Regions from separate parts of the Ovis aries genome. Here region 2 is linked to region 1. The links are chromatin contacts, called in public Hi-C maps. All regions are on one chromosome and are shown on one strand. The core of a region is the stretch at or near the end of the contact, and the rest is flanking DNA. Distances in the headings are between cores, read along the strand shown.

Region 1 (5,377 bases), core at 1,151-3,650:
CAGGGTGCAATTATGTTACTTTGTATGTAATACTAGAAGTTTCTTTATCCCATGGTAAATCACCTGGCCAAAGTCATAGCAATTAAGGGCTATAATAATTTCTTTTTATTCTTTACCAATCTCAGTGCCCAATTCACTGATTATTTATCATGCAGAATAAATGTCCAGTAACTGTTTCTACTAATCATTTTATCTACTAGTAGAATTTCCCACATGATGTTTACCCAGTGGGTTCCAAAGTGCCCAGAAATTTATCCTTTCAGCATTTTGGACAATTAGTAGGACCAGGAATAGCCAGGACTCTGAGCTAGTTGTCCCCAATAACATGTGGGTATGTTTACTCCAGAACAACAAAGAAATACTATCAGTTTCTTTGTGTACCATGTCTTGGAAGGGACTGGGAAGCACTGAGCCTCACTGTAAATTTCAGGCCTTTCAAAATACATAATATAATTTTACTGTTGTGGAGACAATTGAAACTGGTCAATTTTTGTCTTATGTTTGTTTTTAAAATGAAACTTACAGGGAAACCTGTCCCTTTCATGTGACCTGCTGGCCATGGATTGGTCATCCCTGCCTGGCTCCATTTTCCCACAAGAAGGAGAGTAGCTATGCCTTAGAAGACTCAAAGAATGGAGATACACACACACACACACACACACACACACACACACATATATATAAAGAATGAATATATGTACATGTATAACTGAGTCACTTTGCTCTACTCCTGAAATTAATACAACATTGTAAATCAACTGTAATCAATACAATTAAAATATTAAGAAAACAATCTCAGAAGCTCCCCATGAAAAATGAGTAAAACGTTCTCACCAACACACTTCCCCCACTGCCCTGAAACAGGTCCCTATCTCAGAGACCCTTTTCATTCAACTCAGATGCAATTTCCTCCAAGAAGCCTTCTCTGACTCCTCATACTCCACCTCTAAAGTCAGAAATAATTTCCCCATTCTTTCCTCATAACTCTTGTTCTGTTCTCTTCTTATAACACTGAACAATTTTTGAATCCCGATCAGTCATATGGTAATAACTGTACTGGAATGTAAACTTTGGGGAGTTAATAGCCATGTCTTATTTTTAAGATCCTTTAAAACATTCCTAACAGAACTTGAATTACACATGAAAGACACTTAACCAACTAAAGAAAAGACAAATTAGTTTGACACTGCTCTTTGATTCATTATATCTGATTAATTTGGAAAGTTAAATTCCTTAATAAATATTTTGGGGAACACTTGGGGAGAGTTTTTAAAAAATTCTCAAAACTTATGGTAGCTTACTTTTCATTTTAATAATATGATCTAGACAAACGCAAAAACACGTGAAAAACATTAAACTTTGCTCTTAAACAGAGAAGTGCAGATGAAAACAAATTTGAAGCACTGTTTTTGATAGACTAAAATAGGAAAAAGGTCTAAGCAAACAATTAATGCTTGAAAGAGCTGTGGTTAAACTGGCTAGTAACACTTCAAATTAACACTTTTTAAATAGTATATGAGAACTATGAAGATCCCAAGCATATTTCCCCAGTCATCCCATTCATAGGAATTTCAGAATTTGTGCAAAGGTAGCAATTCAACAACAACAAAAAGCAAAATGTACAAACATGTCTATAACAGCATTCACTATAATAGTGAAAACGCAAACAAATAAACAACACACAAAAACAAATTGAAGAGAAGCCGAATGTGCCGTAGTAGAAAAATGACTTCATTAATTATAAAACAGTATCAAAATTATATTATATAGTGGTTAAAATACAAACTTGAAAAGAAAAATTCATATTATACAATTTTTAAAAAATCAGGCCGTAAGATAAAATGCGTAATACGCATACATGATGACAATGAGAAATAGACAAGAATGTGCAAAAATAAAAGCAGTTAAATATGTTGTAGGATTCTGGCTTGTTTTCTGTTTTAAAGTCATTACATCATCTTTTCAATGACAGACTACATTTTAAGTAATTGAAAACAAAGTCTCATTAGCTTTGTCCTTGTATAAATTCCCAGAGAGAACACATTATTCTTTTTCATTTCTACCTCTGCCACTTGTCTCTGATTTGGACCTGCTCCATCCTGTTCTCCCACTTCTCACTCCCCTAACTAGCCTGGAACGAGACCCTCCCCAAACAAGGACGCTAAGGGCACCAAGCTCAGCAGAAGCTGTGTATCCAAATCTGTAAACATCAAAGGACAGGATTAATGCCGCGCCCCTACCATAGCAAAGGCAGACCCAGATTCTTCAATGACCACAAGTGGCCTTGGTTTAACAAACCTTGCCAACAAGGCACAATGTTCCCGTCCTCAGAAATAGTCCCCGGCAGAGCTTCCAGGGGCCCATAAAAGTCTGCACTCTTGGAAGAATGTGACAACTCTGGCATCAAACACAGATTCGTCATTTTCTATAATAAGAGAATGCTCAGTTGCATCAGGCTTTCTTAGCAGGGCCAACACAGTAAAATTTTGAGGCTGTGCAAGTGAATTTTCGCCCAGCCTTAGACTCCTTTCCCTTCCTCCAGATGATCAATAAAATCAGTTTATAAAGCCCTTTAGCATCCAATTTCTCACTTGAATCTTGCAGTCAGCCCGGTGAGGTCAGTTTTATTATTAACTTCACGTTTCAGAACAGGACCCTGAGGCTCAGGGAAGTTAAATGACTTGCGGAAGTCCACAGCAAGTCAACGACTGAATAAGAGCATGAGCCCAGCCCCGGCTTCTCCTGTGTGCTGCCTCTGCTTTCAGTCCAAGTGGATGCACTGACCCAGTGCACCCACTCACACCAGTATTCAGCCGACTGTTGCCTGGGACACCCAGGTGTTAAAGAAAGGCAGAGTGGGAAGAAGAGTGCATAGCCTTTGAGAAGTCAAGAGAGGTTTCTAAGAAGATGCTGAACTAGACTGAACTATTGGCTCCTTCCCTTGAGATCCACTCTGAGGAACTACAGAGGAAAAACTTTAAATTGCAAGGAAAGCTATAAGAACTCCCTGGAGATGCAGAAGCTCTTTTTATTTGGCATATACACGTGTCTGAAATGGGCTTTACCTATGATAGGATACCTAAGCTGCTGTTTCAGAATAAGACAAGAAAGTAACCATCCCTTCCTAGGATCTTCTTCCCAACTACCTCCCCGCCCTTACTGCTTTGGAACAGATAAGGACTGGAGCTTAGAGTTTTTGAGCAAGTGTGCCTCCGGTGTAAAGCAGGGGAGTGCAAGTTTGGTGGATTATAGTCTCCTAGAGACTAATTTTCCCTGAAATAAAGAATAATACATCTAAAGAGCTATTTGGTATGGTGATGAGTGATTAGCTTTGATTTTCTGATGCCTGGAATGCTCCACTTCTGGGTTTATCCTCTGTCCTCAACCCCCATTTTTAACTCATTGCTGCTGACACAGAGGGGCTTCCCTGGTGGCTCAGCGCTAAAGAATTTGCCTGCAATACAGGAGCCGCAGGAGATGTGAGTTTGATCCCTGGGTAGGGAAGGTCCCCTGGAGGAGGGCGTGGCAACCTACTCCAATATGCTTGCCTGGAGAATCTTACGACAGAGGAGCCTGGTGGGCTACAGTCCATGGGCTTGCAAAGAGTCAGACACGACTGACTCTTAACACACACACTGACACATAGGAAGGTCTGGCCTTTATCTCTTTCACCATCAGAAGTGCTGAGCCAAGTAGCCCATAACCCCAGAGGAATGAAAGCTCATGGGAAATAAGAAAAGTACTAATATTCACAAAATAAAAAAAACAAACTGAGTTACAAATTCCATAGGAACCAGAAGTGTTATAACTGACAGACCAAGAACTTACATATATTTTTGAGAATTTAATTTTTTTATATTTACAAAATAAGAAATGATTCTAGCAATACACAAAGAAAACAAAAACCATAGGAGGAATCAAGTAGAAATGTTGAATATGAATATATAATAGTTGAGATAATGAGCACAATGATAATTAGTAGAATAAATTCACCTGAGGAATGAATTAGTAAACTGGGAGATCAGGTTGAGGACTTCTCCTTAGCAGGAAATTATTTTTAAAATGGAAAATATTTACGATATATAAAGTCCCAGGAAGAAAAAAGGAAAAAGAAAAAATAGATCCAAATGGAGAAGAGGAAATATTTAAAGGGATAATGGAGATAATCCCCCCAGAATTAATGAATGATGAAAAGCCTCAGATTGACAGGAACCACAGATAGCAGAGAAGGCAATGGCACCCCACTCCAGTACTCTTGCCTGGAAAATCCCATGGACGGAGGAGCCTGGTGGGCTGCAGTCCATGGGGTCACTAGGAGTCGGACATGACCGAGCGACTTCACTTTCACTTTTCACTTGCATGCATTGGAGAAGGAAATAGCAACCCACTCCAGTGTTCTTGCCTGGAAAATCCCAGGGATTGGGGAGCCTGGTGGGCTGCCATCTATGGGGTCGCACAGAGTCGGATATGATTAAAGTGACTTAGCAGCATAGATAGCAGAGAGGAGTGATAAGGAAAATCACACTTCTAGACATGTTATGTTAAAATACAAGACTATCAAAGATAAGGTAAAATTGTAACACAAAACCCAAAAAACTTCCAATAGAAAGAAAGAAGATCCCTTACAAAAGAATAAGAATAATATTGATATCAGGGTTTTCAGGCATATGTAAGGATGAAACTATAGAATTTCATACCTAGCTAAACCTTCAGTCAAATATTAATGATAACAATGCTCTCAAGACACACAGAGTCTCAGGGTATTTGCCACATCAAGACCAATACGTAAAATATCTTTTAATGATGTACTTACATAGATAGAAAGCAATTTAAGGGATGACGGAAGAAATGTGTGAAGAAAGGGTGATAAAAGATCTTTGTAAAGTCTGTGGTTGTCTTCAAAAATAACTAAGGCCAAAGAAAAAAGAAAACAAAAGCAGGTCCATAAAAACCAAGCATGAAAAGTCTAGATGAACTCAGTATAATAGAGTAAGGGAAGACCAAGGGACATCAGAGTATATGAATGTCCTTATCTAATGTGAGAGAAAATATAGACAACGTTAAAATCGTAATCAAAATATACAAATTGTGACAAATTGAAATAATAAACTAATAAAGTAGAAGAAAGTCCTAATTTGTGAATAACTACTAGAGATGAAAATGAACTAACTTTCCAAATTAAAAAAACAAAATCTATTTGTTTGCTATTCACTAAATACATTCTAAAGCAACATATATGCAAAAAATAAAAAGAACATAAAATGATTAAACAGGCAAGTGTTAATAATAAACTTGTGTTAATATAATACTATCAGATACTATGAGGGTCATAATTTTTATACCAAAACTAGCAAAGAGCAGTAAGGATAATAGTATA
Region 2 (5,377 bases), core at 1,405-3,904, 120 kb before region 1:
CCCATCTCCTGGTACTCCCTTTCCATTTCCTCCTCCCCCAGAGACACATTATCTTTTCTCCTTTAAAAAAAAAAGCATATATTTTAAAGCGAGAATGTGATTTCACCTCGTTCCTTTGAGCTCATGTTTGCTACCTCCAGGAATAGCGTGTGGACTAGGGCCAGATGAACTTCAACTTGGGCTGCAGATTTACGAGGTTCTGTTCAAGTGCCAAAGGCTCTTGGTAGTAAATAGCGAGCAAAATAGATACCTGTCTCCTGACGGATCTTGCCGGGCCCCCTCTTAATTTTTTTCTTAAGTTATTTATCAAAACCACACACACCTTGCAAAGAAAAAGGGAAACTGGCAGTCTCTGTAGAGGAAGCCAGTGGCATCGCTCTGAGCCACAAACTGTATTTCTAAACAGCCCTTTCCCTGGTTCCTTCTCTCCTGCCCCATTTTTTTTTTTTTCCTTTTTGACAGTAAAAAAAAATGCATCTACTGACACTCACTTTACTTTAAAGGGGGGGGGGGCATTACAAGATTCTCCTCCTGGAAACTATAAACTGATTGAACAAAAAAAAATCCGAAAGGATTAAATCAGTTTCCTGGAGGGGATGGCGAGCTCACAGAAGAGGTCAGGGACCCAGTAACAGTTCTTGACTTTGAGCGCCCAGTTTGGGGCCATTCCTTCGGCTCAGCTGTCAGGACCCGCACCACCAAGACAAACATTTAGAGAAGGGGCACAACATAAACAGGATCCTTTTCAAGCTTTTTTTTTTTTTAATTTGTAGGATTGTGTACTTGTTTTCCATGGGATAGCTTTTAAAACTCAATTATTGCAACACGAGTTCCATATTTGGCCAGAGTTCCAATAACACGGCATCATAACGGCAACGCAATCTACAGTTCTCAAGACATTTACCACGGTCACTACATCCGGCAGCGGAGTGGCCCCCTCGCTCCCGCGGCTCCCCAGCGCAGCCGATTTCCGAGGCTTCCACTCCCTACCGGCTCCCGCCCCCGGCCGCCGCCGCCGCCGCCTTCCCCCATTCCTACTCCCTCGAGGAGAGCTACAGGTTGCAAATCCAACCAACCTCGCAATCCATTTCTGCAAAATCACTCACAAAGATCTCCCGTTCGCGCCCGCGCCCCCTCCTCCGGCGCCAGGTCCCCCAGCCAGGGCCACAAAGTGCCCTTCTCTCCTCCCGGGTCTTGCACGTAGGAACGCGGGCTGGGGCTGTTTGTTTTTTCCCTCGCCCTGTGCAAAGACCTCGGGAATCTGAAGCCTGACGCCGCTACTCTCCGACCCGCAGTTTTTGTTTTGTTTGTTTTCACAAAGCTTGCACCACGGGAAAAATAAAAATTTAGGAAAGCAGGGAAACAGCCATTGGGAGCTAACACCGAGTCACGCAGCGCCCAAAATACAAACACCACGACCGCCAGAAATCCCGCCACCTTCCCGCTTGGCTGGGCCGTTCTGCGAAGGTTCCCGGAGTCCCCGCACTCTGAACAGCACCGCAGGTGCAAACGCGCACCCCTTTCCCACCCCCACCCCCAAATCCCCATCCCGCCACAAGCCTCTCTCCCCAGGACCGGGAGAGGGAGCGCGCGGGGGTTCCCGACTCCCTAGACTGCAACCAAGAAAGAATGATTTCCAAACTATTCAACATCCCCGCCCCCAGGCAAGCTAAACCTCCCCCAAAACGCAGGGGAAGGGGACACCAAAACGCTCGGATCTCGTTAGGAAGATCGCGGCTCAGAAAGGAACACTTCATCTGGGTTTATGAAGGGGAAAAAAAATAAATATCCACTAGGAGTTCGCTTGCATTTCTCCTCCAAAATCTCGGCTCGGAGGTGGGGAATCGAGAGGACCGAGGCCGGTGGAAGGGAGCCAGCGGGGCGAGCGAAAGGGCAGTCTCCCTCCTCGCCTCCCGGAGTGACCAAGAAGGACGGGAGAGGGGAAGGAAGGAGAGGCGAGGGAAAGGAGAGGGAAGGAAGGAAGGCGAGGCTGGAGCGAGGGAGCAAGGAAGGCAGTTTGCAAGCGAGAAAAGAGGGAAAAAAAAACACAGCCGCACGAATCCAGCGAGATCACAAGCCGTACGCAAGCAGCAGCAGAAAGAGCGAGAGCGCGAGCGCGCGTCCTCTCCGCCGTCTGGGGCCAGACAGCCCCCAGACTTGCCCGAATCACCCCCCAAGCACTGTCTCGTCCTTTCTGCTCCGGCCGCCCCCTAATTCCCCTCCTTCCTCTCCTCCACCTCCTCTTCAAAAACCAAAACAACACAAGGGAGGGTGGCAAAAGCCTCCCCAAACCGGCCAATTCACTCAAAGACAACAAGAATAAAATAATAAAAATATAAAAATCTACATCCTAGAGTGGGAGAGACGTGGGACTAATCTTCGGCATTTATTTTAACACCTGACAGCTACAATAAATAAATATATACATTTACATCAATAGATACACATAGGAAACTTGGAGCCAAAGCATTTGGCAAGAGCAGAAAAAAAGAATTAAAAGGTAAAATAATGATCATGAGCAGCGGCGGCGGCAGCGGCACCAGCGGCAACAGCGGCGGCGGCAGCAGCAGCGGCGGCAGCAACAGCAATAATCACCTGGTGTCCGGCCTTTCCTAGAAACTTCTTGCATCACCACTTCTAAGAACCCCAGTTCTAAGAATCAACAGAGCTCAATTCTCGGAATTTGAGCTGGGGACTTTACCACTGCTACGTAGCAGGGGAGGACTCGGTGTCAGCTCTCCACGACTTATGCCTCCTCCGGGCCATAAAAAGCCCTCCAAGCCAAAATATTTTCCCGCTGTCCCGCAGATTTTGGGGTCCTCACGGGCTGAACGTCTCGGGTTTGGAGATTTCGGCGCGAGGGTCGAGGGGCCGGACGGTGGCTCTCCCTCCCCGGCCCCCGGTCGGTGGTACAGCCTGCTCCGCCACCGTCACGTGGGCGCCCCTCTGTGACGTCGGCGTCTTCGCTGTAGCAAAGCTCGGCCTCTGGAATTCTGAGAACTAATTTGCTATTCGGTGACATAAGAGGGGGAGTGCGCTTTGCTTCCCCGGGGTCTGGGGCTCATTTCTCCTCTCTTCCCCATAAACTCAGCTCCTCCGAGCTCAAAACACAAAAGGAAGCGAGAGGTTCGAACCTTTGGGAAAAGTCTGTTATATATAGTAGGTTTCGGGGCGAGTAAGGGAAAAAAAAAAAAAAAAAACACCACAGCTCTTTCCAGCTAGAATATTAGGCACCACGAGAAAAATATTTGCCAAGCAGTTTTCGGTGGGTTCATTTGCTTTATTTTTATTTGGGACAGTTTGGGATTTTTTTTTTTTTCCTTGGTGTGGTGGTTTGGGATTTGGGGTGGTTGTATTATGATGGTTTGCGGATTTTTGCTTCTGATTTTTGCCTTTTGCAACTTTGTGATGTTACGTAAATCGTAGGATCCCGCATCGGTTGGATTTTGTTTTGTTTTACCCCTATGAAATGTCTCAAACGATTTAAGGAAGACGTGTTATTTTAATACTGATAGTGTTGAAAGAAGCTTGAGTTTTTTGTCATATGTAACAATTCCGACCCCCACTTTTTTCAGGGGGGCGGGGAAGGGTGTTCAATTTTCCTTTTTCCCTTGGACTTTTACTGAGAGGACGCTCTCCTGCGCTAGAAAGACATGTTCAAAGGATTTGTTTTGGTTTGTTTCTTTCCAGGACAGCAAGTGGTGGGTTTACTCTGTTATTGTTGACTCTTAGGAAAATTCTTGCTGCAAGAAACGTGTGTGTATGTGTATGTGTACGCGTACGCGTGTGTTCTACAAAATTCTGTGAGCCAAATACATGTTTGTGTTCTGCTTTTTCTTTAGGTCTTGGTTCCCCCCGCTCTCTCCCAGCTCGTTTCAAGGTCGTTGTTAAAAATCTCTCCTGTCTGTGTTTAAAGAGACCAGCCGGAGGGAATTCTAAAGGCCTGCGGTGCCAGTATCACAGATACTGCGTGGATTTAGAACAGACTGTGCTACAACTACAACGCGGTTCACGCAGCACAGTCCTCTTAGTTTTAGAGCTGAGTTAGGAGGAGGAGGAAAAGGGGGGAAATCTTTCTTTCTTCCTTCCTTTCTTTTTAAAGGCAAATGCAGTGCAGAATCATTTCACTGTGGGCCTTGGTTTGTTTATTCAGAACTGCCAGTTTCCCTATTTAAATGTTGGTTGGGGTTTTTTTCCCCTCCTACTCATCCCTGAATGAGGGAGACTCTTGTTTCTTTTATGTCTCTCTCTTAAAAGAGGGTGTGAGGGGAAAATAATATTTCAGATTCCTCAAGTATTAACCCAAAATGTTTGGACCAGAAGCAGCTTTCAAAGGTCAGGCTGTTCTGAGCCTTGGCTATGAAAGTCCTTCAGGCGGACTCATTAAATTACAGAGGAGTTCTTAAAGGTTCCACAAAATTTCTGCACATGTTAATTTCCAATAAAGATATCTCCCCAAATAATCTACCTCTCCAAATTTGGGTTTATAGTGGAGAAGTGAGCAGAGAGATTACTGGCTATTTCCTGGGATATTTGGGGATCTCTTTCCCAGAAGTCTCTAAGAAGTTCAGATCTGTTGCTGAAAATGTCAGTGCAGCCCCCCTTTTGAAAAGGCCGTGTTGGAGTTTTTAGAACCAGGAGAGATCGAAGGGGTCGATTGTTTTCCACAAGGGCTGGAGCTTAGGAAAAATGCCTAAAGTGTGTCTGTCCCTTTGAAATCTGAATATTTTAATACTTATTGACAGATGGATTACTGCAGCTTCTGCAGAAAAGCCTGTCTTTTGAAGGTTTTTTGAAAAATATACATAGGCCTAATCCCGTCACCCTTGTGGAAATGAACATTTTACCCCAGAAGACACACGTTATCATTAAGTGCAGATTCATTTTGCCAGAAGGCAGACTGTTTTTTAAATTGTCCCCTTGCTCCTGAGTTCGAAAGAGTTTTAAAGGAATCCCACCGGATTCTAAATGACACCCGATTTTGCTGAAGCGATCGTCTTTGTGTATTTCTATGGATGATAATTTTTGTATTTTTTATTAGTATGTTCTCAGGTGTATCTGTGTGGTTTGGAATGTGAATTGTGTGGTTCTCCCCTGCTACTGATTCTGCAGTGTGATAACTTTTGTGATGTGGGGTCCCTTTTCTTGTCAAAGTTGCCATCCAGCCTCAGTGGGTCCTCCCCACCACCACTTTAAACACACTGCTTGTCCCTCTCGCGTTCTCTTTGCCACTCCAATCTTAGCCCCATGGGGGCGCTGCAGAGCAAAGGGAAATCTGCTCTCTAGCAGTAGAACCAGCCAGAGTGGGGGCTGGGAGTGAATTTACCCTTCTAGTTCCTCAGCCCTCTAATTCTCTGCGAGAAGTCTGTAAAGGAAG

Evidence for each region. Hi-C and Micro-C count contacts between places; a contact is called where the count stands out from the background.
Region 2: a Hi-C map of tail adipose tissue shows a contact between it and region 1, with 3 times the contacts expected there. The contact joins the promoter of BCL6 here to the enhancer-like site in region 1. A contact is called at or near these places in 2 of 16 Hi-C or Micro-C datasets (omental adipose tissue and tail adipose tissue).

Annotation. Positions count from the first base shown.
Region 1 is chr1:200,259,589-200,264,965 of ARS-UI_Ramb_v3.0, reverse strand. No RefSeq gene overlaps it. Among named protein-coding and RNA genes, the nearest start is that of BCL6, 120 kb to the left of the region's middle. Within about 2 kb of position 2,400, at least 5 of the 54 cell types and tissues checked have an H3K27ac peak or open chromatin away from gene starts, as enhancers often do. A contact at or near this core is called in tail adipose tissue, where this site is marked.
Region 2 is chr1:200,382,238-200,387,614 of ARS-UI_Ramb_v3.0, reverse strand. BCL6 (BCL6 transcription repressor) reads right to left here and starts at 2,654. Exons shown (of 10, transcript XM_042233309.1): 1 at 1-2,654. It overlaps LOC105602706 (a long non-coding RNA gene), which reads left to right and starts at 3,003. Exons shown (of 3, transcript XR_001021447.5): 1 at 3,003-3,265.